Linked DNA regions of Mus musculus: region 2 is linked to region 1. Evidence: chromatin contacts called from public HiChIP or PLAC-seq data. All regions are on one chromosome and are shown on one strand. Each heading gives the region's core, a stretch centred on a gene start, on an enhancer-like site or on the middle of the called end of the contact. The rest is flanking DNA. Distances are from core to core; before and after follow the strand shown. Region 1 overlaps Syne2 (spectrin repeat containing, nuclear envelope 2). Region 2 holds the start of Zbtb1 (zinc finger and BTB domain containing 1).

Region 1 (6,939 bases), core at 1,661-4,160:
GTAAGCAGTCTACCGACTGACCGGGGTACATCACTTATGTACTGGCTTCCATGTCAGGAGTTCCAGGAAGTACCTGTAGTGCATTTTATTTTTAATTCATTTCTCCCTCAAATTAACCTTCCGCTCCTATTTAAGGGTACATTTCTCCTTTGCTCTGCCTCTGAAGAAGAGTCCATGTCTTTGAAGCCACTTTGATAACAGGGAAGTTCTAAGTAAACACTGGACACTCAGCTTCAGCTAACACCCAGATCACCATCGGATAAACTAGTTAACAAGAAAGCAGATGGGGAAAGCAGCTAGAAGCTTGACTGTAGTCTCTATAGACTAGAAACTGCCATCCTGTGCTTGGCACACCCGTGGTGCCAGGGCTTGGGCAGAAGAGGCAGAAGGATCTCTGTGAGTTCAAGGCCAGGCTGACTTATATAGTGTTCTAGGACAGTCAGGGCTGCATAGAGATGTTTCACATGGACGGACAGACAGACACTGTTTTGTTTTGGTTTTTTTTTTTTTCTAGCATACAGCCAGCAATGCAGCACTTTAACTGTAACAGAAAATCTTTCGTTGAAAAGGAGTATCCATCTGGTCTTGGTGGCACATGTAGGCAGGACTTGCTGAAGGAAGACTGTGCCTTTGAGGCCAGCCTGGGGAGGCACAGCTCAGTGGTTAGAAATGTACAGTGCTCTTACAGAGGCCACAGTTCAAACCCAGCACCTAGTTCAGAAAGCTCACAACTGCCTGTTACTCCAGAAGATCTGAGGCTGTCTCCTGTCCCCTGGAGACACTGTACACACACAAACATATTCCATGCAGACACACACACACTCAGATCACTAAAAATAAAAGATTAAAAAGGCACATGCCTTTAACCCCAGCACTCTAGGAGGCAGAGGCAGGAGCTCCAGGAGTTGGAGGTCAGCCTGTGAGCTACAGAGTGAGTCCTGGGATAGCCAGAGCCATTTAGTGAGAGCCTTTGCTGCAGTGGAGAATTCTGCAGTCAGGGCCAGTCCCTGGTGGAATCCTGGGGTGACAGAACACTTGGAAATGAGTTTCCACTTTATTCTCCAACAAAGCTGACCTTTTTCACCTGAAGAGAAACAACCAGAGTTTTTTGGAGTTTCCCAGGAGGATACAAATTTGCCTGCTCTCAGTCCCATCTTCAGATCTGACCTACCCTCCCATCTCCCCAAAAGAACAGAAGGTGCTGTGCACACAGCTTCCTCTTTGTCTTTTTCTTATGGTGGGCACAGTGACTCCATCAGAAATTTATCTGGCCTGAATAAACAACAACAACAAACTTAATCTGTTTCTCTTTCTGAGATTACAATTCTTCATAGAGTTTTCTGATTTTTTAAAAAAGTGTTTAAAATCCATGCATTTTTCTGTGAAAGCAAAATTTCTCATAATGCATATATTTCTCTGACTCCTTCAGTTCAAGGACTAAGGGAACAGGGTCTTCCGTTTCCTTTATGGAATTTCAAAATGAGTTTTGAGTTTCTGGGGATTATTTTTCCCTTCTCAAAGCTCTCTTCATGGAATGAGCCTGGCCTCACCCCAGCCCACCCCCACACACTGCATACACAGCCTTCAACAAGAAACAAAGCCCCACGGGACGGGATGAGAGAGTTCAATGGTAAAGTACATGCCTAGGATGTGTGGGGCCCTGGATTCAATCTCCAGCTCAGAAAAAGAAGAGAGGGAGAGAAAGGAGGAGACAGAGAAAGAAGGCGATAAGGAAGCCAGTCTAGGTTGTTTTCTCTCTGTTGCTGAACAAGTCAATCAAACCTCAAAAGATCTCTTACATAGGCTACACTATGTTCCTCAGTAGACACAAAACTAAACACTTAAAGATGTGGAGAAACGGACAGACCCCCGAGATGCAAGGAAATCCTCATGCCACTTAGAACTGACCACCAAGAGAGATCCTGAGATCTGCACCAGCCTTCCAAAGTTGTCTGTAACTATACATCACTTCTGGTGACTGATTAACGGGGCAAATGAAAGTGAGCCCTACCCGCTGTGAAGAACTGGGGATTCCCCTCTTCAAGGTGATCAGACTGGAGGTTGTCTACTTGAAACCAACAAAGCAGTAAAGGAAAAGCTAATATTTGTTCAGTATTTAATTCGTGCCACACACTGTCCATGAACCATGACTTTGGCACGTCTATAAAATACATCCCATCTACCCGCTTTAGGGAAACTGGGAGAGTGCGTAACTTATCCAAAGCCACACATCAAGCGATTAGCAGGACTAACTTGAACCCAAATACTTTTAGCTTCAAAGGCCATGTCCTTAACCACTACAGCAAGAAACCTAATAGGAAACATACGTCCAATCCTCTCATTCACTGCACAGTTCTGTAGAGAAATTTAATACCACATGTCTACAGCCACGCCAGCCTGAACACTTGGTTATGCAGTATTGAGAATCAAACCCAGGGCACTGCGCACACATGACAAGCAAGCCGCTGAATGAGCTACATCTCCAGCTTCTCCGCTCTTTCTCAATGAGAGAGGCAGAGACAGAGAGAGACAGACAGAGAGAGGGAGAATAAGGAAAAGGAAACATGCTTTTGCCCACGACTGCATTTGGCTGTCAAACTGCTGTGATAAATTAACTAACAGAACTGGTTTCACAGCAAGTGAGAAGCTCAAGGTCTTGAAATTCTTACCCTGGTTACATCCAGGATCCACCAGCCAAGCCAAGAATATTTAAAGTGGGTTAGAGTTGATGTGTGCCGGGCTTTCAGAAGGGAGGACTAAAATAAGAGCCGGGTTTATGACACCTCAGGAACAAACCACGACACCAAGATTCTAGGTGAAAAGGAGGAAGTGCAAAGTCTAGGGAAAGCAGTGAGTTACAGCGAGGGTTTGGAAATATTCAAATGAATGAAGCATAACACGAATTCATAGCAGCGATGATAATCTCTAGGGAAGGGAGCTGTGAGTGCCGGGAGACTGGAAAGTGGAAACAGGGAAGAACCGTGTGTGTGTGTGTGTGTGTGTGTGTGTGTGTGTGTGTGTGTGCCTAGTATGTGTGTATGTGTGTATAGTGTGTGTGGGTAGTATGTGTGTGTAGTGTGTATGCATAGTATGTGTGTATAGCATGTGTGTGTAGTTTGTGTGTACAGTGTGTGTGTGTAGTGTGTGTATGTGTGAATGTGTATAGTGTATGTGTACATACAGTGTGTGTGTATAGTGTATGCGTGTAGTGTGCGTATGTATAGTGTGTGTACTATAGTGTGTGTATAGTGTGTGTGTATAGTGTATGTGTAGAGTGTGGTGTGTGTGTGTGCATGTGTGTGAATGCATATAGTGTGTGTATACATATAGTGTGTGTGTGCATATAGTGTGCGTGTGTGTGTGTGTGTGTGTGTGTGTGTGTGTATGAAAATGAAAACTTAAAAGACACTTAAGTTCCAGATTTAAACTTTCAAAGATACAACAGGTATTTAAATTTTAATAGTTATTTTTATTACTTTTTATGTATTGTGTTTAGGGGTCATCTGGAGGTCAGAGGAAAACTTTGGGGGTCAGTTCTCTTCTATCATGTGGGTCCCTGAGGTCTTACTCAGAGTGTCTGGCTTGGCAGCAAATGCCTCTACCTGTTGAGCCATCTCCCTGGCTCCACAGATGTAATTTTATCTGCAACCACAACGTGACCCCAGGATCATATGTTTCTCCTCTAGTAAGGGAGACCCCAAGATGTGGGTAGTGGCAAATGCCTGTAATCCAGCTACTCAGGAGGCTGAAGCAATAAGATTCAAGTCCAAAGCCAGCTGTACAACTTAACACTGCCTTGTTATCACCATCATCACCATCCCACACTGCCACCATCATCATCATCACCATCATCACCACCACTACCACCACCACCATCATCATCATCATCTGTTTATTTGTTTAGGGTATGTTCTTGTTTTTTGAGACAAGGCTTCTCTGTAACAACAAGTGGCCCTGACCTATAGACCAGACTGGCCTTGAAACTCAGAGATCCTCCTGCCTCTGTGCCCTGAGTGCTGAGATTAAAGGTATCACCATTGCCTGACCAACAATGCCCTATGTTAAAATAAAGATAATAAAAAGAGCCTACACTGTTGCTGCAGGCAGAGCACATGCCTAGCATGCTTAGGGCCCTGGGCTCAGGCTCCAGAGCTGCCAAAAATAACAAGTCAGATAAATAAATAAATAAATAAGAAACTACTGAAGGCAAAAAAAAAAAAAAAACCACATTCAGGTTAAAGACGCTTAACTGGAGGAGTGCCAGCCTAGCAGGCAGGAAGCCCCAGGTCCCATCCCAAGCACTATCTGAACTCAGAGCTCGACTGGGTGGGGGTGGGCAGATCAGAAGTTCAAGGGCACTGCAGGGAGTTTGAGGTTAGCGCTGGGATACTTGAGACTCTGGCTCCCCCAAAAAATAAAATAAAATAATCAACAATAATAATTCTCTTATTCTATCCCCAATTTCCTCTCCAATTTAAGTAAAATGGGGTTCATCAGATTAAGTTTTTACACAAATGGCTTCATTTGATCAAAATTAAGAGAAAGGAAGCCTTAAGCACTGGAAACCGCAGACAGATTAAAAGGGAAGAAATATTAGAACATGAGACATAAAATGGAGAAGGAGGCTCCCTTTCAGCCATGTCTCCATCCAGCTGACAATGGAGTCACCCAGTAATGAGATGGTTTCTGTCTCAAAACAGAGACTCCACAGTGGGGGGCTGAACACTGAGTCTGTGAAGAGGCCCAGGAGCCATCGCCCACCACCTAGATGTGCGCTCCCTCTTCCAGCTGGAAGACAGAGCCAACATTGAGAAAGGTTGGAAATACCAAGGTTGGGTCTTATTCCTTAATGTCTACTTTATTTTACCGGTATGAATGTTTTGTCTGCATATATGTCTGTGTACCATGTGTGTGAGGTGCCTGAAGCAGCCATAAGCAAGCCAGGGCCCCCTGGCACTTGTGCTATAGAGGGCTGTGAGTCACTCCATGGTGCTGGGAATTGAGTTCAGGTTTTCTGGAAGAGCAACCAATGCTCGTAACCACTGAGCCATGTCTCGGTCCCCAAGGTCAATGTTTTACCAAGTTATGATGATATGCATTTGAGTCCAAGTTACTAGGGAAGCTGAGGCAGGATTGCTTAGAGGTAGGCACCATAGTGAGATTTTTGTCTCATGAGTGACGACCCAGGCTAGAGAGATGACCCAGCAGTTAAGAGCACCAACTGCTTCTTGCAGAGGAAGAGTTTGGTTCCAGGCACTTACATCAGTCAGTGGACCAGCACCTGTAACTCCATCCCCAGGGAATCTTGTGGTCACTACAAACACTGCACTTATGGGAACAAACCCTCACATAGACGCATCATTAAAAAAGTTAATTAATTAATTAATTTAACGTATTAAGAAGCAAAAAGGGTGGTGAGAAGAAGGGGAAAAGATGGAAGAAAGGAGGAAATTTTGCTTTCAATTAGTAATTTGTGAACAGTCAGGAGGGGTGGCACATGTGTTTAATTCCAGCACTCAGGAGGCAGAGGCAGGCGGATTTCTTGAGTTTGAGGCCAGCCTGGTCTGCAGAGTGAGTTCCAGGATAGCTAGGGGTACATACAGTCTTGAACTCTGTCTTTACAAACTGGGAGAAGTAGTCGTTGGAGATTGGGGCTAATGCCAAGAATCTGTGTGTCCCGACGCTGAAGGTCCTTGTCCCCAGTTGGTTTGTGATCTATCAATAAGGATGCCAATGGCCAATAGCTGGGCACAGGGCTGGACACTGAGAGTTGTGAGGGAGGATGCAGGGAGGAACAGGAGAATCGCCTGGACTGGGGGAAGAGTGGGACACAGTAGCAGCAGGAGATAAAGCCACCCAACCGTGGCCACTTCCCTGATTGGGCCTGGGGGAGCAGAGGAAGGTTTAGGAGTGGGTGCCCAGTCTTTGAGGTAGCCAAGGCATTTTAAAATTAGCTGGTAGGTGTGTGTGTGTGTGTTTTCCATTCTCGGACCCGAGATAGCTCCTGGGCTGGTGTGCTGGTTCAACCCGCCCGGAGCACAAAGCAGAGTAGTGAAAGCCCACTGCTAAAATTATTATATAAATTTTATCAAAGTGCTTAGCTTAAAACTGAAAGAGTTTGTGCTCACTAAATACCAGCTTCTTCCTTTCAAAACTGAATTTGCAACTGCTAGCTAGATGCCAGGTTAACAACAAGCAACTGACCCCCACGTCACCTCCTTTCCTCCCCTGAACTTGGAGTTCTGCTCTTCTTCCCTCTGCTTCCTGAGTGTTTGGATAACAGGCGTGCACCACCATGCACTTAATGTGGTGCTGGGGACTGACCTAGAACTTTGAGTGTCCTGGGCAAACATTCTAGCAATTGAGCGATAATCCCAGCTTTCTCTGATACATCTTTTTAGAACATTTTTTTCATGAAACATAAAGCACCCGTTTTGGTTCCTCTCTGGCTATCAGGATAGAATCCAAACACTCCTGCAAACCAAACCCAACCAAATTAACCAAAATAACCACTACCTCTACCTCCTGTGTTTTCCCTCACCAAGTTCTGCCCCAAACCTGTACTTTTCCTTCAGCGTGAAATTTACCCTCTTCCATTCCCCATGCTTAAACCATCATGGGCCATTATAGGCCAATTGCATATAAAGCTCAACCATGCTATTAAAATTAGCTCCAGCCTCCCCAAGGCTGGCATTAATCACCGCTGGCTGGTACACCCACAGCACTCTGCTTTTCTGCACCACACTTCCTCCATTCCAGAGACTATGTGGAGACTTGTTCACCGGCCACCTTCCGCAGCAACTAAGTATCCAGAGCAACCGATCCTTTGTTTCTGATTGCCAGGGAACACCTGTCACTTGTGCATGGCATCCTTGAATTCAACATAATGGAAGGGTTATTGTTTTAAATGTGATTGGATTATGAGCCCCCAGGGAATTA
Region 2 (6,939 bases), core at 2,178-4,677, 540 kb before region 1:
TCCGCTTTTATCATTGAAAAGGTATTTCCACTTTGAGAAAAACAGGCATAAATAACTTAACAGACTCACATAAAAAGATGAATGAACAGCAAAGCATTTTCATTATTTTATCACCAGAGGCACTACCACAAGAAACTATCAAAAAATACTTCAGAGACCTAAGTGAACTTCAAGCACATGTTTTACATATTTAACCCTCCCAAGACAAGAGACTGCAGCCTAAAAACATTTATTTTTCTGCATTCTAACACAACTCCCCTCCCCTTTTAGGCAAAGTCTGTGACCTGTCTAGAGAAGAACAGGCCTTTAAAAAAATAAAATAAAAAAGAAGGCAGTGGGCTGGTGAGATGGCTCAGTGGGTAAGAGCACCCGACTGCTCTTCCGAAGGTCCGAAGTTCAAATCCCAGCAACCACATGGTGGCTCACAACCATCCATAACGAGATCTGACGCCCTCTTCTGGAGTGTCTGAAGACAGCTACAGTGTACTTACATATAATAAATAAATAAATCTTTAAAAAAAAAAAAAAAAAAAAAAAAAAAAAAAAGGCAGTAACATTTTTTTCCTGAATGGTGTTACAAGGAACACTGGGCACTTTGAAAAGGCCCCCAATTGTACTGACAAAAGTGGAGGGAGGAGTGTGGAGGAATGAGGAAGCAGAAGGTACAAACATTTGGCAGCTACTATGACATAGAAACACACAGTCCTGAGCAGGACTGGCAGCACAAACCTGTAATCCTAGCACTGTGGCTGCAGAAGCAGGCACATCCCTCAAGAGGTTGAGGCCAGCTTGGTCTACAAGAGTGAGACCCTGCTTCACAAAAACAAAAACCCCACAAGGTCAGAAGGCTGGGGTGGAGGTGCAGGCCCGTTATCCCACCACTAGGTGAGAGGTTGAAGCAGGAGGACCAAAAGCTAAGGCTGGCCCCAGACCAAACAGTGAGACTCTAGCTTTAAAATACAAAACAAAACAAAACAAAAAAACCCCATAAAACAGCCGTCAAGGTGATCCATGCTTTTAATCCTGACATCCAGGAGGCAGAGACAGGTGTATTTCTGCCTTTGAGGCTAGCCTGGTCTACAGAGTGAGTTCCAGGATAGCCAGGGATACACTGAAAAACACTTGTCTGGAAACACCAAAAACCAAGTTACAAGATCAGGAAGCTGTGCTCGTGGCCTGGTTAAAATGGGTTCTTTCCTGACAACGACACAGCAGCAGTGGTGCAAACCAGCAGGCATAATGTTAGGAACTGGAAGAACACAGCCAGCTGGAAAGACTGCTCAACCAGGTCTACTCAACAGCATGAAAACTGAGGCTTTGGGTTTTTAAATTTTAATTTCTAATGATGTGTATGTATGTGGGGGGAGGGGTGTGCACATGAGTACAATTGTTCTAGAGTCCAGAGCTCCCTGGAAATGAAGTTACAGGTAGTTGTGAGCTGCTTGGGATGGGTGCTGGGAGTCAAACTTAGTTCTTCTTGAAGGAAAGGCAAGTGCCCTTCACCCCTGAACTATCTCTCCAGCCCTGAGTTTTGTTTTTTGAAAAAAAGGTCTCGCTATGTATGCCAGGTCCAGGTTAGCCTCAAACTCTTGATCCAACCTCTTGAAGTGCTGGGATTATAGACGTGCACAACCACACCCTATAAAACTTGCTGTCAACGGAGAAATTCTGGTGTTAAAATGAGTGCAAGTGGCTGGAACACAGCACTGTACCGCAGAACTTCTAAGCCTTAACCTTTGGAAAAGCACTGCACTGCACCTCGGCTGCGTTAGGTCCGTCTGTTTCTTTAAGAGGAAGAAACCCCATGCAGCTACCAATGCCACTCAGTATTACTGAGACTTTAGGGGATAGTGATTCAAAAGGGAAGTTTTACAGTTCTAGGCAACTGACCATCCATCCATCATTTGGGCTTCAGCCTCTTGTACCTTCATTCTTTCCATTTCTCCAGATCATATCCATTTGAGGTGACAAAATTCCAGAGAACCTATTTTATACCTTTTAAAAAACATGGTTGCTTTAAAACAGTCATAAGAACTACATCGATTTCCCCAGTCGACTTCAGGGTGCCTCAAACTTCGGCTCAAGAAATTCTAAGTGGTCTTGGAAAGCCTCAGAACAAGCCTATCACCCCAAAATTTAGGATTTCCTGAGGCAGGAGAATTATATCCAAGCGATCCTGGGCTACCTAGCCAGACCTTGTCTCAAAACGGGGTGGGGGTCGGGGGGAAATGCTTGGAACGCTTTGTGGATTCCAGTGTCAAAGGGGAAAATGTTGCCGCAGCGATTCATACTGTACGGAAATACAGTCTGACCAGTGGAGAATCTACATGTACCGTCACAGCGACATTCGATTTGGGAACATGATCACACACATACAAAACCCTATCCCCAGAAAACAAGGACTTTCATTAACCTGTTCTAGACCCGTCCGAGTTGGAAAATGTCTTGTCAAGCCCTCAGATCACGTGGACGAGTGGCTAAGGTGGAAAGGGAGCCTGGGAGCGGCGGCTGAGCCCAGATCCACGCCTGCACGCTTCAGCAGCAAGGACTCCAGATCGCCACCCAACTAGCTCACCGCCTCCACCAGAACTTCTACTTGTAAGCGCCCACCACTGGAGGCAAAAAGCACTTTCTTCTCGGGACTCGGGGGGCGGGGGGGAGGATCTCGTACACAGAAAACCCCCCAAACCCCCGAGACCTACCACTTTGGACCCGAACAAAAAGCGTGTGTGCTGAGGAGCGGGGGTGGGAAAGAGCGAAGCAGGAATCCGCGCGGCCCAGCCGCCTCCTCCCTCGGAGCGCGCCCAAGTCTGCGGCCTCCGGCTCCGGGACGCTCCCCTCCCACCGGCCGCCCAGCCGCAGCTGGAAGTTAGCGAAGCGCGCTCTGGGCCCGTCAATCAAGCGCGGCCTCCCGCCTCCACCTCCCCTCCCCCCACCCCCCCAGCACAAAATAAAATAAAGGGAAAAGAAGTAATTTGGGAAGTCGTCTGGAGAGGGGATTCGTCCGGAACCCGGAGAGGCCGCGCGCACCGGACTGACGGCCGGCCCCGAGCGAAGCCGCTCGGCAGACCCCCGCCACCGGCTCCTCGCCGCGCGCTTTCCACGCTCCGGCTCCCCGCACCGGTCGGCGCCGCCTCGGCCACGCACTCCGCCAGGCCCGTGGCCCAGCTTCGGCCAAAGTTGCGCAAATGGCCCCGACGACTGGCAGCTACTCACCGGGCGCGGTGGGACGCGCGGCTGCGGAGGTTTTATGGAGTTGAGGGCAGCGGAGCCGCTGGGAAGGCGGGCGGAGGCGAGGGGCTGCGGGCTGCAGTTGACGGCGCGCGGCGCTCGGCTGGGCTGCGCCGAGACACTCCGGGCTCTGCCAGGGACTGCGCTGCAACAAAGGACTTCCGCTGCCGCACAGCCGCGCCTGCCGCACCGCACTGAGCCGGCCCCGCTTACGCGGCGACTCCGGGTCTGCCCACCAGTTCGCGGCGGCGTCCGCCAGCCTTCCCCTCCCTCTCGCCCGCCCACCCACTCCGCCGCTGGCGGCTAGGGGCACCCGCGGTCGCCTGTTGGTTGCAACAAGTTTCTGCGTCGGGCCGGGGAGGCTGGCACTGCCCGCAGCGCGGGCGCCCGGGCGGCGGCGGCTGGAGCAGCACTGTCGCCCCTCTCCCCGGAGTCGGCTTGGCCCTCCTCCTGTTTGCACAGCTGGACGCCACTGGGATCCTCCCGACTCCCCCAGGGCTGGATGCCGATCGCCCTCTACCCAGATGTCAGACCCCTGTCCCGCAGGGCCCCGCAGTTGGACCCGCCCCCGCGCTCCACCCTGGACGCCTGGAGGGGGGGGTGACACTCTCGTCCCGTCCAGCCTAAAGCCTGTCCGCTCGGGGTCCTCCGTGCCCCCCGACTCCTCTTCGCGTGGGCCCGCCAGCCTCGGGCCTGAGTCACTTCCCCCGCCATGCCCCGCCCGGCCCGCCTCCCTCCCTGGCTCCCGCCGCATGTGGCTGCCTGCCCCGCGCCCTCGTCCCCCTCCCGCGCCAGACGCCGGTGCATCCTTGCCCGTCCCCACCCAGGGCCGAGGGGGCACCCGTGGTTTTTTTTTGTTTTTTGGGTTTTTTTTTTTTTTTTTTTTTTGCACACGCCGGGGAAAGTTCCCAGGTCACGCCAAGACGTGTGGGGAGCCAGTGACGCTCGAACTTGTCCCCACACTTCCGCCTCCAGTCACGACTGGGGACCGTGGCAGAGGCGCGCCCGGAGCGCGGGGCCGACCCCCGCCTTGGCCACTCGGGCGGGCAGGCAGGCGCGCGCGCACGCACGCACGCACGCAGGCAGGCACGCACACTAGCCGGGGTGCCGCTCGCTTCCCGGCAGTCCGGTCACGTGGGCCGGGCGCGGGAAGCCGCGCGAGAGCAGCCCGCCGGGTGCGTGAGCGGGCGCAGCCGCGTGGTGTGCGCCGCGCGGGAGCCCGCCCCTCCCGCACAGAGAAGCCCGCCCGCCAGTCCGCCGCCGCGGCGGAGTCTGGGTAAGCAACGCGGCCCTGCCCCTGTGGGCTGCTCCGGGCTCAGTCCCTCCCGCCGCGAGCCGCCCGGGCGGCGGCTGCAGCTGCACCCGTCGCGGGACAGATGCAAGTAGCCGGGGAGAGGGGTGCTGTTTTTGGTCCGTTGGAGATGTCAGTCAGGGCCCAAGGAGGACATTAGCAACGGCGAGCGAGTGCTGGGCGCGCGGAGCCGCCCCTGGCCGTGGGCCGCCGGGGCCTAACGCGGGCGGGATGGCGCGCGCGATTGCCGCACAGCCTTAGAGCCCATTCCCGCTGCGGGCCGGGCTCCGAGCGGGCGCAGAAGCCTCAATCCGTCTGTGTCAGCCGGGTCCTGGGCGGCCGCGTCAGGCCTCCAGGCTCTAGCAAGTGGGCGGGTGTCCAGATCGGGCTGCGCAGCCCTCACTCTCCCCTCCCCCATCCAGTTTGTGAGTACCTAGCATCTAGGGCAAGTAGCCCCCTACCCTAATAATTAATTTTTCTCTTAGCCCAGTGGTTTTTCATTTTGAATTCTGGCCCCCATCTTATATCATCGTCTCCCTAGCACTCATTTGGAGGAATCAAGCCGTTATCAGTTGCTTAGGTAACGCACTGCGCTGTACCTGGAACCTGATAGCAGCTAGTGTTGTGTGTTTTATAAATTAACTCCCATCTCCCTCTAAGGGATTAAAGTTGGCCTTCTTCCTCGAGGGACTCCAGCAAGTCCTTCAAAAGCTGCAGAGCTGTCGATTGACAGAATTGAAGTACATCTTAGAATCAGAGTTTTTCAGCTGAAAAGGACCTTAAATATCGAGTCCATCCCTCATTTCACAGCTAACACCCGGCCTAAGAAGCAGAGTGTTGCCCGATCAAAGTTTCTGCACCTTTCATAATTAGCCTCAGGACTGCAGTGCCAGTTTATCCTGCTTTGGACAGTGTATACTCCAGAAGTGATTAAAATTACATCAGGTTTACAGGACTTCTCAAGTTGATAGCCCAGGCTAGTGTAGAAGTAGCAATGGATCTTAGGTCGGGCTCTCACTCGCAGGAACTAAGAGTGTATGCCCCCTGGTCTGGCCACGTGTCTCGGCCTTAGGTTTAGGCATCATTCTTGAAGCAACCTAGATATAGGTACATAGCCACTGCCTGACTTGGGGGTGGGATGAGTAGGTGTGAAATAGTCAAGATGGCTGGGATTCAGTTAGGGAGCAATGAGACATCCTGGGTGGTCAGCAAGAAGACCCCCACCTACCCCACCACACACTAGACTGTCATGCCCAGTACTATAATAAGCTGTAAGGAGTTTCCAGTCAGGTTTAGTTTTGTGTGCTAACCTTTGCCGGCAGTTTTAATAACTGAATTCCCTAAAAGGGTAGTATTGTCTTGTTATAAATATGTTTTAAGTCGGCAGAAGTGAGTGAGCCAGAGAGGTATACCTGACTGTGGTGACAAGAGTAGTTGGCAAAGGAATGTGAGTCTCAATCACTTATCTTCCAAGCCTAGTCAGTGCTCTTTCGCATTACATCTTGCTCCCCAGGAAGGGGGTGAGAGAATCGCCTGTGGCTGATTTATTGGCGCCTGTGGTTGCTCAGAGAGGCCAGGCAGGACTTTCAGCTGCCCTCTATGCCTTACAAAGTGGAGCTATGTACTTCCACCCGATCTCCTGAGGGGAATGCAAAGGAGCCAGGCTGTCTAGCTGAGGAGGAGGGGCCTGAGCGGCTTGGCAGTAAAATCTCCTAGCACGCTGGGAAGTGCAGCATAGTGCCTAACCTACCGCTGACCCAAAGTGATTTATTCCCTGCAAGCTGCTGGTGGTATCTGACCAATTTGTCCATTTTTGAAGTAAGAGCTAGGAAAGAGTTGGCGAACTGTCAGAGTTCCTATAGAAAAGCAGTGCAGGTGCTCTTATTTTGATGAATTGTAAAGTAGCCCTACACCACTTCCTGTGCCCCCTTTCTGCTTGTTTATCCCACAGAGCAAGTGCATCTGAGTCCTTAGAGAAAGCCAAAAAGAAAATAGTTGATAGTAGTTACCTCTACCAGCGATGGAATTGGATCCTTTGATCTCCACTTCATGCCAGTTAGATTCCTCAGCCACTGCTTCTTCCTTTAGTCTGTCGAGATGGCTCATCAGTTGAGAGCGCTTACTGTGCATATAGACAACCCAGGTTTGGCTTCCAGCGCCCATGTGGCTCTTAACTTGAAATAACTCCAGTTCCTGGAAACGGATTCCTTCTGGTTTCCACAGGCTCCTGCGTACATATGGTATGCCTGAATTCATGCAAGTACACATAGAATATGTTTTGCCAGGCATAGTAGTGCACACCTTTTAGATCCCAGTACTTGGGAGACAGAGTTCAAGGCCAGTTTGGTCTACATAGTAAGTTCCAGGACAGCCAGAGCTACATAGTGAGCCCTGTCTCACCACCCCACTCACTCACC

The links. HiChIP or PLAC-seq counts read pairs in DNA pulled down with a chosen protein or histone mark.
Region 2: a contact with region 1 is called in a FOXA1 HiChIP or PLAC-seq map of pancreatic cancer cells. The contact joins the promoter of Zbtb1 here to the enhancer-like site in region 1. A contact is called at or near these places in 2 of 39 promoter capture datasets (liver and stem cell-derived epiblast-like cells), 3 of 115 datasets of contacts at active chromatin or transcription factors (bone marrow-derived macrophages, embryonic stem cells and pancreatic cancer cells) and 2 of 9 other capture datasets (embryonic stem cells and pancreatic islet).

What each region holds. Positions count from the first base shown.
Region 1 is chr12:75,829,597-75,836,535 of GRCm38.p6, reverse strand. All of the region lies in intron 1 of Syne2 (spectrin repeat containing, nuclear envelope 2), which reads right to left. Among named protein-coding and RNA genes, the nearest start is that of Gm40447, 13 kb to the right of the region's middle. Within about 2 kb of position 2,910, at least 51 of the 459 cell types and tissues checked have an H3K27ac peak or open chromatin away from gene starts, as enhancers often do. A contact at or near this core is called in pancreatic cancer cells, where this site is marked.
Region 2 is chr12:76,367,008-76,373,946 of GRCm38.p6, reverse strand. It overlaps Zbtb1 (zinc finger and BTB domain containing 1), which reads right to left and starts at 3,427. Exons shown (of 2, transcript NM_178744.3): 1 at 3,217-3,427. Zbtb25 (zinc finger and BTB domain containing 25) reads left to right here and starts at 4,387. Exons shown (of 3, transcript NM_028356.2): 1 at 4,387-4,507.